Linked DNA regions of Sus scrofa: region 1 is linked to region 2. Evidence: chromatin contacts called from public Hi-C data. All regions are on one chromosome and are shown on one strand. The core of a region is the stretch at or near the end of the contact, and the rest is flanking DNA. Distances in the headings are between cores, read along the strand shown.

Region 1 (2,700 bases), core at 112-2,611, 96 kb before region 2:
GGTGGAGGTAGGGTGGGGATGATCTTTTCATCATTATATCCCCTACACCTAGCAAAGTAGCTGGAACATGACAGGGGATTTGTAAATGCTGAATGAATGAACAACTTCAAGGAAGCAAGTTGGGAGGGTTCACATAGATCTGTGCCTTGAAGGGTGAATGGGATATGGACAAGTACAGATGAGGGGAAAAAAAAAAAAAACAAAAAAACATTGGCAAACCACATGGAACAAATACACAAAGCTCTATACTTCCAGACTTATCCTGACCAGAACCTTGAGGATACCCATTCTGGTAGAGCCCTCACACTAGACTTCCACCTGGTGCTCCCCTGATTATAAAAAGTATGAATAAATTGGAGTCAGAGAAAGAAAAAAAACAACCACAACAAGCACTATGCTAAGGAAAAAAGTAGATACAGTACTTTGAGCTTAGCGAGTTTTAAGAATGCTGAACTTGTTCCTGGGCCCCTTCTCGCTTCAAAGACCTCCTATTACTATCTCAAACTCAAATAGCTCGTCTTTGTGCCAGAAAGACTTCCTTGCACAATAAAACCTACCTTCATTAATTCATTTCATCAACAAATCCTTCATCCTTTCCCTCCAAACACAGAGCTCATATGTTCCCCAAGTTTAATATCACAGACAAATTCTAGAGTTTCTGCACAGATTCTCGGAGAACACATTATTTCCTGCAAGTAATGCCCTACCCCGGTATCCTTCCCAATCTTCTCATCCAGACATCTCAAACTCCCCATCACGCCACTCTCTGGTTTCGTTTCAGGAGAGCATCTGAGCCCCTCTAAAAATTCGTCCGGCCTATTCCCATATTCCTGAAGACCTAATTTCCATTCATTTACAACTGCCCTTACTCTGCGCTGGCCGGTGCAAGGCAGGACACAGCAGGGCTCCGAGGTTCCTTCTCTGGCTGTGCTAGCTCACCGGGCCTCCATCCCTGCCCCGCGCCCCCTTCGCTCCACATGCCCAGCTTGCTCCACGGACACCAAGAGCCTCGAGGCGCACGCTCTGCGTCTGTCCCTTCACTCCTGTCCTCCAGGGTAGGCTGGCACCGCCGGGAGTGCAGGGAGCGCTAAGGCAGGAGTGGAGGAAGTGCTACCACTCGCCCTCAGCGCCCGAGCGTTCGCACAACCGGAACTGGACTGCTGTCTGGCTCCCGTCGCAGAAGGCCCGCCACGGTCGCCTCCACCAAAGCCCAACCAAATCCACCTTTACGCTCAGCATCACTGTCGACGTCGCTCCCGAAAAGGTCCTCCATATCCGCCATTGCCGCGCACGTCCGCTGCTGTCTTCACTGGGGGTGGCTTCGCGACTGTCTTTACGGCACGGAAACAACGAGTTGCGACAGTGTCGCAAAAGATTCGCTAAAAGTCTGCTTTCCTTCGGTGAACTAGTTTTCGTGTGCTCTGTGAACCTGTGCTTGTCCAATCTCCTAAGCGTATAGACCACGCATTTTCGTCAAGATCTGTTCTTATTCCCGAGGATTCTCACCCGGGGAACGTCCTGTCTGCGTGTCAGTGGAGCGGGAAGCGCTTAGGTTCTCCCGGGAAAGGCCTGGGGCCGTGTTAAACCTGCCCTGAGTCAGGTCTGGAGTCCTTTGTTTCATACTGACGAAGTGTTCTCAAATTGTTGCAAACTCTATAAAGGGTCGTTATGTGGGTTATATTCTATTGCTATTTACTGTATTAGTAATTAAGGCAGAGGTATTTTTAAAATCGTTTAAAAATAGTAAACAGGTTAACATAACTAGAGTTTTTAAATTTTAAGTGACTTTTTTTCAAAAAAAAAAAATGAGTGGAATTGTTCTACAGTTTTGGAAAAGTCTTCAGTATCTGTCTTAAAACAACTGAGTTCTCATAACTACTCTGCACTGATTCTATTGAGAAAGGCCTTGGTTGAAGCCTATGAAGAAAATGAGGTCTCTCACGTGTGTGTGTGATCGGGAAAGGGACGGTCTCTCCTACCCCTAAAAGGGTCTTCCTCGGACTGCTCTTTGAAGACTGCATGCAGGCTTAGAACAGTGTATCTCAAACATCAAAAATGTCCCATCTTAACCCAGTACACACTTTTGTGCATAAAATTAAATACTTCACAAAACAATACATACTACTAAGATTTAGTCTTGAGATTTCCTATTCTCTTTTACTTTATTCTCTTGCAGCTTTTGTTTTTAATGATGACAGGCAGTGCATCACTTAATTGATTTCATGATTTACTAATTAATTGCAACCCGTAGCTAGAAAAACCCTATTCAGAGGCTTCTTGTTTATTTTTTCTGAAAAAAAGTTTGATTTTGCTATGAAATGTGGCTATGATTGTACATTATCAAATCAGACAGTACTAGAATTTTCCTAAAAGGTCAGTGCTAGATAAACCCTCTTGCTTTTATAAAATTTCAAAGAACTGAAGGGACTTGCACATACGAAACAACTACGTCATTTTCAGGAAACTTAAATATTAGTTTTCAAGAATGTACATCCTGTGTTAAAGTATTATCTGTCTAGATCAATATAAGGATTTTAATCTTGGACAGCAACAGTGGATTTTTAGTTTGGAAATTTTGAGGCATTATTTTTGTTGCAAATAGGAGTGCCTGACAAGGTTCAAATGGGCAAGAAGTGGGACTGAGTATGTTATCCTAGTCTTCTGTACAAAGTGGATGATGTAAGAGCAGGTAGATGGGAT
Region 2 (2,700 bases), core at 164-2,663:
AAATGATGCTGTAGAAATTCCCGTCATGGCTTAGCGGTAACCAACTCGACTAGTATCCATGAGGATGCTGTTTGATTCCTGGTCTCAGTAGGTTAAGGATCCAGCATTGCTATGGCCATGGTGTAGGCTGGCAGCTGTAGCTCCAGTTCCACCCCTAGTCTGGGAACTTCCATGTACAGCCCGTGTGCCCCTGCCCCCCCCCAAAAAAGATGCTGCAATATACAGTAACATGTCTTGAAGTATGTTTCCAATTCCAGCGAGGGAATACCTAGGAGTGGAATTGCTAGGTGATATGGTAACTTTATGTTTAATTTTTTGAGGAACTGCCAGATTATTTTCCATAGGGGCTGTACCATTTTATATGACCACCAGCAATATATGAGGGTTCCAATTTTTCCATATCTTTGCCAATACTTGTTAACTGCATTTAAACTTTTTCCATTTTAGCCATCCTAGTAAGTATGAAGTGGTGTTTCATTGTGATTTTTTTTTGGTCATGCCCACGGCATGTGGAAATTCCTGGGGCAGGGATTGAACCTGTGCCACAGCAGCAACCCAAGCTGCCACCGTGACAATGCCAGATCCTTAACCTACTGTGCCACAAAGGAACTCTTTGTGATTTTGATTTCCATTTCCCTAATGACTAAAGATGTTGATATATTTTCATGTGTATTTTAGCTATTTGTGTATCTTCACTGGAGAAATGTCTACCTAGATCCTCTGCCCATTTTTAAATTGGGTTGTCTTTTTATTATTGAGTTGTGAGTGTTCTTTATGTATTCTAGGTACAGTTCCCTTATCAAATATGTGATTTGCGAATACTTTCTTCTTCTGTGGGTTGTATTCATAGAATGAGTTAGAAAATATTCCTTCTTCTGTTTTTTTTTTTTTTGGAAGAATTTGTGAAAGATTGATGGTTCTTCATTGAGAGTTTGGTACACTATATCAGTGAAATCATCTAGCCCTGGGCTTTTCCTTGTGGGAAGTTTTTAAGTTTTAGATTAAATAAATCCAATTATTAGATTTATTTTTGTGTGATGTTAAAGTAGGACTCTGACTTAATTTTTTTTCTAAATAGCCAATTGTTTTAACACCGTGTACTGAGTAATCTACCTGTTCCAATTAATTGTAAATGCCACAAAAACACGTCTTTAGACCATTCTGAATCTTTATTGCAACCTTACTCCTGATGAGGCACAGAATGAATTTGTTTTATCAGTGGCTATAATGTTGAAGCCTTGAGAAATTCTTTGTCCTGTCGACGCACGAGGTTGAAAAACAGAAGGGACCAGGAATGGCTCATGCTTTCACTGCCTTGCCATGAATGTGTCAGTGTGGTCTGGACTGTACCCAGGATCCACCAACACCCCCACGCCTTTGTCCTCAGGCTGGGAGTACATCCTTGGATGCCTGCCTGCCCACGCTACAGCAGAGGTCCCAGCCAGACCAGAGGCCACCAGTCTGCTGGCCTTACTCTTGTGGCCTGGATCCCTGCCTTTGGTGACTTCTTGGACTTTGGAGTCATTCAGGCCTAACTTTCCTGCACCTCCCTGCAGTCACATTCTTCTCAGACCTTGGACTTGGTCTTTTAATGCACATCCCAGTGTCCACCCCTGCCTCCACACTTGGGAACAATGAACCATAATCTCTACTTTCTTTCACACCCAGGACACTGACAATACTAATCAGCCACTCTCCTCCCCCGCCACTACATGCCTCTGCTTATCCCTGAACTGTTCATTCTGACCCTTTCCACCCTGACTCATCCTACAATTGCTCATGATTCAGTATGAACATGTAGACTCAGCCATGACTCCCAGGAGGTAGAACCCTATGCTTGATTCTGGACTCTCCCCTCTCCCCTGATACTATTATGTAATAGGTACATGGGAAGCCAGGGGAGTAAATGAGAGAAAGAGTGAATGGTGAGAAGGGGCCAAGACAAGGCCTTGTGGAACACCAACATTCAGAGCCCAGAGAGGGGAGAGGCAGTCAAAGTTGAAGCTGAGCGAAAGTGACCAGAGAGGATCGCAGAAAACCAGGAGAGAAGTCAAGGTGTGAGAATGCTCCAGGATGAAGAGAGAGGGCAGCAGTACCATACACCATGGTGAGAATTCACACAAGATGCAGGTTGAAAAGTACCTAATGGATTTGTGACTTTAGCAAATTCGCATGTCAGTGATCAGCTAATTCCACTGTATAAAACCCTCAAAGCTTTGTATTGCCCTGCAGAGAAAGTGGCCTCCACCCTAGCATCACCTCTTACCACATCCATATACTCACTCCAGGCTCCAGCAAGGCTGAGCTGCTTGCCCAGACAGAGGCCACATTCCCCCTCCTGTGCTGCTCCCTCTGCCTGGAGTCCTTTCCTCCTCTTAGACTCTCATATGTCCTTCTCAACTATCTTGAGTGCTCTTCCAGGAAGACTTCCCTGAGACCTAGATTGGGTTGAGTGGTCCTCTTTTCCCATCACATTGTGTATCATGATGAGAGAGGTATGTTTTCCACCAGGAGCATGTCTTGTCTACCTTTGTTCCCCAGTCCTTCGGCCAGGACCTGCCCCACTATGTTCCTGAGCACGAGCTTGGTTATGTAAGTGAGCATGCACCCAGCTTCCCTCTGACCAGATAAGCAAACACTTGCAAATCAAATTGGCTGGCAGGGATGCAATGGCTATGTCAGCACTGCAAGCCAGAGGCA

What was found. A called contact is a pair of places that touch in the nucleus more often than the background predicts.
Region 1: a Hi-C map of embryonic fibroblasts shows a contact between it and region 2, with 2.0 times the contacts expected there. The contact joins the promoter of LEO1 here to the enhancer-like site in region 2. A contact is called at or near these places in 16 of 47 Hi-C or Micro-C datasets (alveolar macrophages, embryonic fibroblasts, fetal heart ventricle and 7 more) and 2 of 2 datasets of contacts at active chromatin or transcription factors (alveolar macrophages and skeletal muscle).

What each region holds. Positions count from the first base shown.
Region 1 is chr1:119,803,653-119,806,352 of Sscrofa11.1, reverse strand. LEO1 (RNA polymerase-associated protein LEO1) reads right to left here and starts at 1,361. Exons shown (of 12, transcript XM_003121504.4): 1 at 1,225-1,361. The coding sequence starts at 1,282.
Region 2 is chr1:119,707,539-119,710,238 of Sscrofa11.1, reverse strand. No RefSeq gene overlaps it. Among named protein-coding and RNA genes, the nearest start is that of MAPK6, 62 kb to the left of the region's middle. Within about 2 kb of position 1,413, at least 21 of the 83 cell types and tissues checked have an H3K27ac peak or open chromatin away from gene starts, as enhancers often do. A contact at or near this core is called in alveolar macrophages, embryonic fibroblasts, liver and 1 more, where this site is marked.